Linked DNA regions of Anas platyrhynchos: region 1 is linked to region 2. Evidence: chromatin contacts called from public Hi-C data. All regions are on one chromosome and are shown on one strand. The core of a region is the stretch at or near the end of the contact, and the rest is flanking DNA. Distances in the headings are between cores, read along the strand shown.

Region 1 (5,906 bases), core at 2,178-4,677, 71 kb before region 2:
ACAAAATTCTGTCTTAAAACCAGGCTGTAAACCACTACAACCCAAAACCCAACAGACATCCGTGCCACATGGACAGGGTGATCAACAATGGGAAATAAACTTCAGCAGAAATTCAAGCTGGAGGTATCTGACCTGTCAATCAGAACCTTCAAATTATAGGTAAGGGCAATCACATATAGCAGTGACCATAATTTAAAATCTTACATCAATCTTTCAATTTATTGATCCAGTTATTTCTATAAAGCATATCTACGTATACACATACTTAGGCACACACGTGTGTAACACAGCTATATACACATGTGAAACACAATATAGAATGTGTGTCAAATTCACATTCACCAATTCCAATCTGGACAAGAGATGATCCTTCACGTCAGTCATTTTCGTTCACGTGGAAATTTTCTTTCACTGCTACAACAATCATTACAAATTCTTCTGGGAATAATAATAATTTAGTGGCTTTGGTAAGGACAGTTATAAAGATGCGTTTCAAAATGAACTGCAATCTCCACAGAAATCATCGGAAAACAGGGGAATTTAGTAAAACTCAACATAATTTCTTTCTCCAAATCAACTATATGCCTATTTGACATTAGAAACTCTACAGGGAATAATGCCAATCAGCTTGTTTGAAACTGTAGCACTACAAAGGTCATCAGATTCATATCTCATTTCATCACGTTGATATTTCCAGCCTAATACTTCACCCACCTGCATTTCTAGAAGCTAAATTTTCTCTAAAAGAGTTCGTGTAAACTGACAACTCATTTAGGACAGACATAAATGGAAGCATCTAACAGATTTAACACCACACACCTTAACAACATTCCTTATGATATTCTTAAACATATGCACAAGTGTAACTACAATATGCTAAGTTTATGCAACTTACATTTATATCTAAAAATACACAATAGTTGTAGAAACACGGTAGCTTTACCTTGGTGGGAATCCGAGATGTTAAAAGAAATGCCCGACATGATGCCAAAATCTGTTAGGAAAAAAAAAATAATAATTGTAAGAAATACTTCATTTATCAGTAATATTATTAAAGAATCTCTTCTAGGAAAATCCTGAAACCAGAGGGAAAAAGCCTCGAGTGGAGTTAGCGACAATTCCCTTTGCTGTCATACACTGAAGGAAGCAAAACTGGGCTCCGATCCAGTACAGCTGAGCAAATAGACTGCTGCAATCTGGTCATCTACCAACTAGTTAGTATAGTAGCATCAAACTAGAAGAAATGTATTTAATCGATCTCTCGAGGACATCTAATAGCAATCTTAGTGACACTTTAAAAAGAAGCAAGGATAAGAAGTCCTCTCAGGAACTGCGGTGCACTTAAATGTGACCAAAATATGCAACATAAATAAGATGGTAGTAATATAAGAGACTATATGCAAATATTTTCCTTTGGATACAGAGAGTGCATTTCTAGAATAACAATGCAAAGATTTCTCAGTGACACCAACTGCATTTCTTCTCTGGCAAGGACAATGGAAAAACGTGATTAGATTAGTGAGAACAGTGACTCAGGGGAGAAAACACAATGAGACTGAAATATTTTCAAAGTTATTGCCAATCGAAATATAATGATATATAGAAGTACCACTTCAATTTCCACTCACAGATCTAAAGCCTTGCAAGAGCAATGAATCAGTTTGCAAAACCACAGCACGGCTTCTGATTTACCCACCTATGGAATTAGTTATTGTCGCCTACATTTTTCCAGCCAAAAAAAATAAAAGATCCCAGTTTTCAAATCTAGATTCAAATATGTAGAAGATCAAAACCCCGCAGCACATGCAGAGTTTTCCACAGAGCTGGGACCCGCTATGTCCAGTCATGCTAGATAATCATTTCTCTCCATACACGGAGGTTAACACAACACATATCCCACTCAGCACCCAGCTCCTAACATGCTTTAGACTTTTTGAAGTTTGGATTTGAACCTCTGTATCTCAGCCAACCTGCATTACAGCAGGAAATGGTGCCAGGAGATGACAGCAGGGCAGCAGCATGGCAGGAGCAGTGCAGCAGGGACGGGTCGATGGTGCTGGTGTGAAAGGCAGGGTGAAACCTGAAGGGAAGCAAGGGAGCCTGGGTGCTTTGTATCATTCACATCGGCTCCTGGTGGATTTTACATCTAGGACCCAGAATCCTATTTTTACAGTAACATATCATATCTTGCTAAAACTTAAAGGCATGAACACCGCCAAATACTAATGTTTGATGTTAGCAGAATCTCTCAGAGCTGAAGTGAACAGAGACAGTGCTCCAGTTATCACTGAGTTAGGGCCACGCTGCTGGTGAAGAGAAACATTACCTTACCTCCTTTTAACACCCATCCATCACCTGAAGTCCCATTTTGCTGTCTGGCACACCTCTGCTGCAACCCAGGGCAATGAAACATCCCAACCCTACCAGACAAATCAGCCTTGTCCCCTTGCACGCACTTTGGGGATAGAAAAATTCTGTCCTGCTCACTTTCAAGATGCAAGATTGCAAGCACTCCTTCTACAATCCTGCATACAAAGGACAGGGAAGGGTCTCACGGAATAAAACTGGGATTCCTTCCACTCTTTCACTGCTCTTCCTAAGGGCAGCTGCCCACAGTATTTGCATGCAACGCTCCTGGGTATCTCTGGGAAGGACTAAACGCTCAGTCACACCCTTGTATTGGATAGTGCTGCTTACAAAGGCTCCTTTTAACATGATTACAATAAACATGATCAGCCCAAGTAGCAAAGGTAAATGCAAACCAGGTAACCAGAAGGCTGTAAGATGGTTATATTGGAAAAGGATGTTCCAACAGAGCATAAGTCAGTGCATCTCCATGTGTTGGATGCACAGAGACTCCCATAGTGATCCTGCCAAAGCCAAGCACCTATTTGCCTTAAGAAAATGTATTTACATACAGAGAACTGTTGTAGGATGATGCCCCTTTATTTATCCCACAAACGATTCTTGAGCAATAATACAGTACAAAAGCAGCCTGAGCCCTTTTATCCAGTAACACTGAGATTTCCACAGTTGGGATTGTCAGAAGCAAGTAAGAGTTTGATTTTTACATGAGGTCAGTCAGAGACAAGGTCAATGATTACTGCAAAATTAATGTCCCATTTTGACAACAGCAGGACCAGGCTTCTTTCAAAAATGGTAGACTTGGCCAAGAGGAGGCCTGGCATTTATCACAATTTCAGCTGCTAAAATCCATGAATATGCATACTGACCTTTGACAGGATCACCGTTAGTTCACTGCTTTCTCTTTAATCCATCTTTTTTTTCACAATTTTATGCAACATCTGCATTTTAACATCAACATGTTTGTTCATGTTTGGAAACACAGCAGCCTCTACCCCAAAGCCACTCGAGGTTCTTCTGATAAGCTGAGAAACATTACCAGTTTTTGGTGCCCTCTTTCTCCTTGATCCAGTTGCAGTGCATAAACAAATAGATCCCAGCTTGCCCTTTTCTCTGTGAGTAGGGCTCTGCTTGCAAGAGCAACACAACACATATTGTGGACTCTTACAAGAACGCATTACCCCCTCTTCCCACCCTGTGAAATGTGATGCTGATGCCAAACACAGAGGCACCGGAGGTGTTTTCACACTCACCGTTCACCTCCCCGTTGGAGCACGGAGTTATTTTGTGAGCGAAGTCCCAGGTCTCCGTGCATTCCTCTAACATGAATAATGAATGTGTGCTTAATTACATAATTGTCCAGGGCTTTCCAAGGTTTCCAGCGGTGTTGAGTTTTATGAATAGCTAGATTCTAGATTTCCTGGAGTTTTTAATTTCTTCCCATAAAGAAAATAAAAAGCAAAAGGTAGCCCCTAGCTACTCTCCAGCAGTTCTCAAGCATTTTACTAAGAGGATTCTGCTACCATTATGCTTATTTGGCACTTGAGGCACCTTAATTACAAGAAAAACAGCGTCTCGGTCAAAGTCACATCAAAAACCAGTCACTCAGAAAAACACTTATCCATCAGCAGCACAAAGCATGCCCTGGCTTAGATTGTGCCAGAAGCATGGGCCAGGCACGGTGTTTAACCTCCTTTTCCTTCAGATAAAGAAACATTTATGTGTTCAGCTCACCAAGCTGCAACCCCATTCCTCCATAACCACATCATTTGGTCACAAGTGGTAGTCAATCATTAATAAATTTAAAAGATCCTGTCAAAATATAAACACATGGGGTGTAAAGACTCATGCTTTAACACACCTGTATACCCAAAGACTTGCAAGTGACTGCTGTGACAGGGATCAAAGCAAGCAAGCACACCCAGGCTGCTGCTGCGTGAAAGGGATGAAAAGGAGAAGTATATTTAGTGTGCAGTTGCTTCAGTCTGTCTTCCTACTCTGCCTTTTTTTAAGCACAAAGCAGAATTATTATTTGAATGTTAAATGACTCCTACTCACATGCAGATACCCCAAAGTTGACGATTTCTTAATGTTTTTATCATTCTCAACTCTGTGACACTCCACCTCTTAAAAGTATGTGAAATAAGTTAAAAATTGAAAATTAATTTGGAAACATTCACCAAAAACATACCCTGCAAGTTATTTCTGCAGAGATTCGTGGCCTACAAGGTCATCTTTTATTTACCAGAAAAAATAATTTGCTTCAGTAAATACAACTTGAGCACAGATTCTCAGTGAGACTCAAGAGAACAAATACACAGATGCATCTTGTGATTTATTGACAAATTCTAGCCATATTTTGGCACTGTAAGTTTAATTACCAGGGCTGCACTGGGTTAACCCAGCAGACTACCTGTCCATCAGTCTGGGGAAGGTCATTAGTTGCTCTAATGCATCTGTTTTGCCAGACAGACCACAGCAACTCCAGCAACCTCATCTATATTTAAAGTGGTTTCAAATTCTCAAGCAAATGAAACAAATCTTTTAAAAACCACTGCCCTACTCAAAATACCTTGGAATAAAGAGTTCTGGAAAACTCAATGATGATGTACACCATGATCATATACACAGCTTTGTGATGAAATAAAATAACATGAAACAACCCCAGCATTTTGCTAGCCACGGGAAGGTTCGTGATGCTCACCCCATTCACCCCATGGCTGGAAACTGCCCTTTGCTGAAATGCTTATGAATAAATAAATAAATACATAAATAAAAGCCAATTTCTTTTCTCTTGCTGAAAACTGATTGACAGACACCTAAAAAAAAACTTTCTAATTTTCTGATGAAATGTTGCAGTTTTCCCATTTAAAATACACTCTCTGATGCCTTCAGTTCCTTTTCCCCCCAACATTTGCCATTTTGTCAGTCTCAAACTGCTTCAGTCTCTTCCATCACAATTTACTTCATGAAAGAAGCATTTGTGACAGGCTTTCTTATTTAGAAATATATCATTTAGAGAATTCCTTGAAGTCCAGAAGACAGTCAATCTTTTCTATATACTTCGCAGCTACACCATCCCTGTTTTTGTCATTATTCATTATCATAATTATCCCAGTTGTGATTATTTTTCCAGTCCATGCTTACTAGCTGCTCTATGATTTCTATCAGAAGCTCTCCATTACTACCACTGGTTCAATACCTAATGCATACATAATAACATGAAGTAAAGCAGCAGCACTAATATACGTTTTGTTTTGTTAATATATGGATGAATCAATACGTGTTAGGCCATCCAGTCTCTTTCGGTCCCTCCAGGATGGCCTGTTCATTTCCTGTGCTGCATGTCTGGCTTTGTAAATGCCTCCATCCCGAAGTGACCGGAGTTCGATCAGATAAAAGGCCCTTTCCAGCACTGTGTCAGAGGGATTTGAGAGAGATTTGAGCGAGTTTCAACCAAGGCAATTTCTGCTAAAAGCACAGTGTCTCCCTGTACGAAGAGGCTAGCTGACATCGTGGAGGCTTTTTTGGAGGGCTGGTTA
Region 2 (5,372 bases), core at 2,731-5,230:
GCTTGCACTCACAGAACTCTCAAGCACACGTAACAGTACTAAACACCAACTAACACAACTTTTGTAAGAAGTACACCATCCACACCATAATTTACTTCTATTACGGTGGGGTTAGAGCTTTCATATGCCAGCATTCTAAACATAATCGCATATTTCTTTCCAGTGCTAGTTACACATCAAAAGCATTCCCAAGACAAGCCCCAGCACCGCTTAGCTCTGCTCAAGGAAAAGAGAGAGAATTCCTCACTTGCTATTATTCGTACCTGGAAAGCTTGCTAAAGCCGATTAACTCCTTGTACTGCAAAGATGCTTGATTTTTATTGTTACTGGGAGAAGGGGGATGATGGATAAACCTAGAGTTTGCACATTTTGTACTTGCACATTCAAGATGCAAAGCCAACCGGTCAGATTTCCAGCCACTAACACCTGACAGCTATGCAGAGGATGCTGTGGACGGCAGCGCTGGTCTCAGCCCAAGTTGCTGTAGGCACCTCACGGTGCCAAAGTTGCATTAATTGCCATAATTTTTTTTATATGTACAGGCATACACACACATAGACAGTCTCTGCCAAGCACCACATGAACCAGCCTTTCCCCTAAAGGCTTGAACCCTGTCCTGAAGGGAACATACACACATGGAATCGTGTCAGAAAGCTTATACAACTGATGTAAGCGGTAGATAAACAGAGGAGCTCATCTGGACGAGCCAATTTGGCACCTTCCACACATTTCACTCCCCAGCCCCCCCAGACAAGGGCTGAGGAAGAAATCTTTTAAACACATTAACCTATTTCCCGCACCACTACTGGAACCTTTAAATGGCAAGTCTCCACCCTCCCTAGACGCACACACTTCGCCCTTGTGCAGAGTAAAGTTTAAAGGCTAAAACCAAAGATAATAGGCTCCTCATAAGGCTTTTAATTACAGAATGCTACTTTTTCCACACAATTTTCAGCCGTTTGCCTGCAAGGCAGAAGGGCACGCAGGACACAAACACGCCTGGTCAGCGCGACTCTCTGCCAGAAAGCGTTCCTTCTGCAAAATCCCAATGTTTTTTTGTTTTTTTTCCCCCAGGAATTTCAATTTTCCTCTCAGGAAACAAAAGCTCCTCGGCAGCAGCGAGCGAGCCCGGAGAAGGCCGTCCCCGAGCGGCGGCAGCCCTGTGGCAGGCTGCCAGCGCGCCCGGCTCCCAGGGCAACTGCTTGGTAGGGAGCCAGGCAGCCAGCTCCCTGAGCAGCCAGGTAAGCAGGGCCCGGGGGAAAGTCCAGCCCCGTCCTCCCTCCCGAGGCAAGCTGTTTTTCCAAAGCTTCCTCTTGCACCAATAACGCCCAGTCCTGCTCTTTCTGTCCCTGGGTGGGAGCTGAGGAGCAAGCTGACCACAGAGCACTTTTCCTAAAGGGAAGCCCGCTCTCCTTGCAGAAGGAAAGGTGCTGTGGGGGTCGCTGCTCCTGTACTTCCACCCCCAGCCTCTGCCTTTTGGTTTCTCCTCTCTGGCAAGCAGGGTATTTCCTCCTCTGGGGAGTGAGACCCACTTCCCTCAGTGTCCCACAGGTGCCACGCAGCAACGGTGAAAAGGACCGCAGGTCGGCAGCTCCGGCACGGCTGGGGAGAGGCCTGGGACCTGCGGCTCGGCCTGGCACCAGGATGCCAGCACCTGCCTGAAAGGGCTGGGGACATTTCTGCACAAAGTTAAGGTTTCAGCTTCACAGGTCTCTCCCGTGTAACCGAGGGCTCTTCCAAACACACTGGCCGCGGGAGGACTTGCAAAGTAGTTTGTCAGATTAAGGAGCACAAAGTTAAGGCTCCACTTCTCACGTACTCACTCATTTTTAACACCTGTGGCTATGACTGCCTATGTTCAGACACCAGCACCTTAGGGGAGCAGATCCAGGTAAGCCAACATTAATACAGAGATTTATTTTGATTTATTTATTTTTTTTTTTTTTAAGACTTCAACCTTCCTGACCTAGCAAAGGTCATGCAGGAAGTGAGTAACAACAAAAACCTGCAGTTCTGACAATTCTCACTCCCGGTTTAATCTCCACACTGTAATCACTACGGTATAAGGCACATCCTTCCGTCCTGTTCCCAAAGCATAGGGTTATTCCAAAAAGTCTGTTTATCAGGTTACATTTTAACATGCAGATGCCAAAATGCTGGGAGAAATCAAACCATCCCACTTGAACTGGCCCACAAGCCCCTAAAGAGCCCTGACAAAATGCAGTGGGTGGGCACAGGGAGCCAGGATTGGGGGTGGGGGGAGGCACTTCTTAAAATCGTCCAAAGCCACTGGAGGATGGGATGCATTGGGATGTTCAGCTTTGCCTTTCTCCTTAATGTGCACTACATCCCCCCTATGGTATAGCAGGGTACAGTGCAGATGCACAACAATTACTATCATGTGTTAGTATCTCAAATGTATTAAAAAAAGAAGAAAAAAAAATCAGTTTTAAACATAGCTCATCACTTCCCAGTAGCCAGGCTACATACTAATGCTAGTAACCCCCCATGGTTTGCACATTAAAAAGACCATAAATAAAGCGATTTTTTCTATACAGAGGAAAAAAATATCTGTGACAAATGCAACTTGCCATACAGATTTTTGCCGATATTTTATAAACACTCAAACTAATTCCCAGCAAAAGCACTGCCTGTAGCAACCAAAGGCACAGCAACAGTGTAAATGAGCTAGGTGATGTTTGTAAGAGCTGCATTCAGTGCAACATGTACCTGGTTGCATGACAAATCTGTTTCCATCTGTCACTGAGGCAGTACTTTAAATTAATTCCAGTGTAGGTGAGAGCTTCGTATTGCCCTTCAACAGGCGACCCGGCGTCTAAAACCCGTGGACGCCTGGCCTGAGCAGAGCAGCTGGATCCTAAAGCATCAGACCTGTTATCCCCAAATGACACCGGTTGCCAGCAGCCCGTATCGCCATGTACTGAGCACTCCCAAGTAGCGATGACAGCATTTTCAGGAGGTCCTCGCCATCAGCCAGCGTTGCTTAAGCACAGACCGTGGAACATGGGGGGGAGTAGGGGGGGAGGTCACCGCATGCAGCCATTAAACTTTAATTACAAATAGCCTCTCGGACGTGCACACAGACGAAAAAAAAATGAGTTTTAAACAAGCCCAGTGGGGTGGGAGGGGGGGAAAAAAAAACATCATGTAACCCCCCCCCCCCGGGCGCAGCTTGGAGGCTGACAGCAGGGCTGCTACCGGCTCTTCCCCACGCGTGTCCCTGCCCCGGGGGACCCCCGGGAGCCCCCCAGGACCCCCACCAGCCTGCACCCCCACTGGAGAGCCCCCCCGGATCCCCCCCGGCTCGGGTCCCCGCAGGCAGCAGCGGGGCCTCGTCCCCCGGCCCTCCCGTCCCCCGGGGAGCCCGCAGCCCCCCCGGTGCCCCCCGCCCGGCACCCCCAGCCCTCACCTATCAGCTCCCGGGGGAGCTCGGAGCTCTCCTCGGCCATGCCGGGCGGCGGGGCTGCTTCAGCGGCTGGCCGCCCCTCCGCAGGGCCGGGCGAGCATGCGAGCCGCGGGGCGGGGGAGAAGGAGGAGGAGGAGGAGGAGGAGGAGGAGGAGGGCGAAGAGGGCTGGCCCTGCGCCGGGGTGCCGTGCGAGAGCGGAGGGAAAAGGGGATGGGGATCTTCAGAGAGCGGCCGGGAGGGGCATTTCCCGGGGAGGAAGCCAGCCCCGAGGCAGGCAGGCAGGCAGGGAGGGAGGGAGGAGAAGAAGGGAGGAGGAGGGAGCCGGGCGGGGGCTGCCCGCCCTCCTTCCCCCTCGCCGCGGCAGGATGAAGGAGGGAGGGATGGATGGAGGGAGGGTGCCCTCCCCCGGCCTCCGCAGCTCCCGAGAGGGGAACCGTGGCGCCCACGGCCGGCAGGGCAGGGGAAGGCAGGGAAATGCAGCCCCCCCAGCCCCCCGGGGTGAGGGGAGGGCGGCCACGGGGGCCACCTGCCGGCCGCCGCCGCTCCCACCCGCAGCACGGCCCCCGGGGAGAGCGGCCATGGCGCGGCCCCCAAGGGTCTCCCGGCCCCAGGCTCCGCTTTGGTCCCTGCTCTCCGCCTCCTTCTCCCTCCAGGCAGGGTCTGGGGTCTGATTTGGGGTCGCCATTGAGGCCCTGGCCCTACTGGGGGGCTCGGGGGGCTGTGGTGATAGCCCAGGCACGACCTGAGTGCAGGTAAATAAATAACTGCGACAACAGCATGAGGGCTGAGCTGCCCGGTCCTTGGCTCGCAGGAAGCCTCTCGCATGGATGAACCGTCTCCTTTTCCACGGTTTGGCTGTGCTGGTGCTGGCTGTTGACAACCCCTGAGCGCCAAGAGGAAGCATTGCAACACTGCTACAGCACCAAGCGCAGATGTTTGCAGCCTGCGCTCGGCCACCGTGAGGTCCCACAGGACACGGTGCTCCATGGACGTGGCCTCTCCAGCCAGCACCACTCAGCACAGGAGCCATGCAGAACCGCCTACGGCAACGAGGTCTCAAGGTCTCGCTGCCGGCCCTCCTCAACAGGTCCTCATCCTCGGCAGATGCATCCTCTGGCCTTGCCCCACAGGAGTGCTCCTTCTCGTGTGTTTCTTTAAAAAAAAAGGTTGACGCTGTAAAGGGAGTGGTTGTAACCATCAAGTCAGCCCTCATTTCCTGCTGCCTGGGAACGAGATCGCCAAGGCTGGGTCGCTTTAAGCCCCGGCGAAGGATAACCTCTGATCCAGAGCTCATCTGCCTCTTCTGCACTCCCCCACCTCGTCTCCACAGGGATGTCACCTGTTATAAGGTGATGCCCTTGTTACAGGTTGTTTAGCAAACGCCTTAGGAGGGGAAAGGCAAGTATCTGGGTTTATGCTAGACTGAAGGAAACCAGAAGCATGCCTCCTTTCCCAGGATCAAAGAAAACCCCACAAATAGCAGTGTTTTGCTTGTTGCACTGTGCCGCTGAGCATTTTTGTTATGTGCAACAGACGCGTTACAGAAACACAGCACGTGAGCTGCCTAATTGCGCCTATAAAAATAAGGGCAGACAGAAGCTCATTGGATGAGGGGAGAGGAAGAGGCTAGGCAGCTCTGGAAATACTTCGGCTTGCTCCTGGTAGCGATGCACAGTTTCAATGAGAAGATCATTTTCACTGCAGCAGGACTGTGATTGGTCGTCCTGCATCCTGAAGGGGTGGATTACTGCATAAACCTCATATTTCAGGCGCTCTACAAGTGAGTGACGGATCTGCAAGATCAAAGTCATTTATGCCTATTTAAGACGCCTGAAATGCATTCAGTGAGAGCAACAGCACAAATCCAAGAAGATGACTTATTTTCCTGGTAAAATGCTGTGCTGCTGCTCTGTGCATCTAGGGGACTACACATTCCCTGGTCTT

Evidence for each region. A called contact is a pair of places that touch in the nucleus more often than the background predicts.
Region 1: a contact with region 2 is called in a Hi-C map of F5 follicle, with 3 times the contacts expected there. The contact joins the enhancer-like site here to the promoter of CARMIL1 in region 2. A contact is called at or near these places in 5 of 8 Hi-C or Micro-C datasets (F5 follicle, liver, skeletal muscle and 1 more).

The regions. Positions count from the first base shown.
Region 1 is chr2:62,737,987-62,743,892 of IASCAAS_PekinDuck_T2T, reverse strand. CARMIL1 (capping protein regulator and myosin 1 linker 1) reads right to left here. Exons shown (of 38, transcript XM_072034847.1): 4 at 944-994. Among named protein-coding and RNA genes, the nearest start is that of CARMIL1, 71 kb to the right of the region's middle. Within about 2 kb of position 3,427, at least 1 of the 8 cell types and tissues checked has an H3K27ac peak or open chromatin away from gene starts, as enhancers often do. A contact at or near this core is called in F5 follicle, where this site is marked.
Region 2 is chr2:62,668,156-62,673,527 of IASCAAS_PekinDuck_T2T, reverse strand. CARMIL1 (capping protein regulator and myosin 1 linker 1) reads right to left here and starts at 3,980. Exons shown (of 38, transcript XM_072034847.1): 1 at 3,431-3,980. The coding sequence starts at 3,470.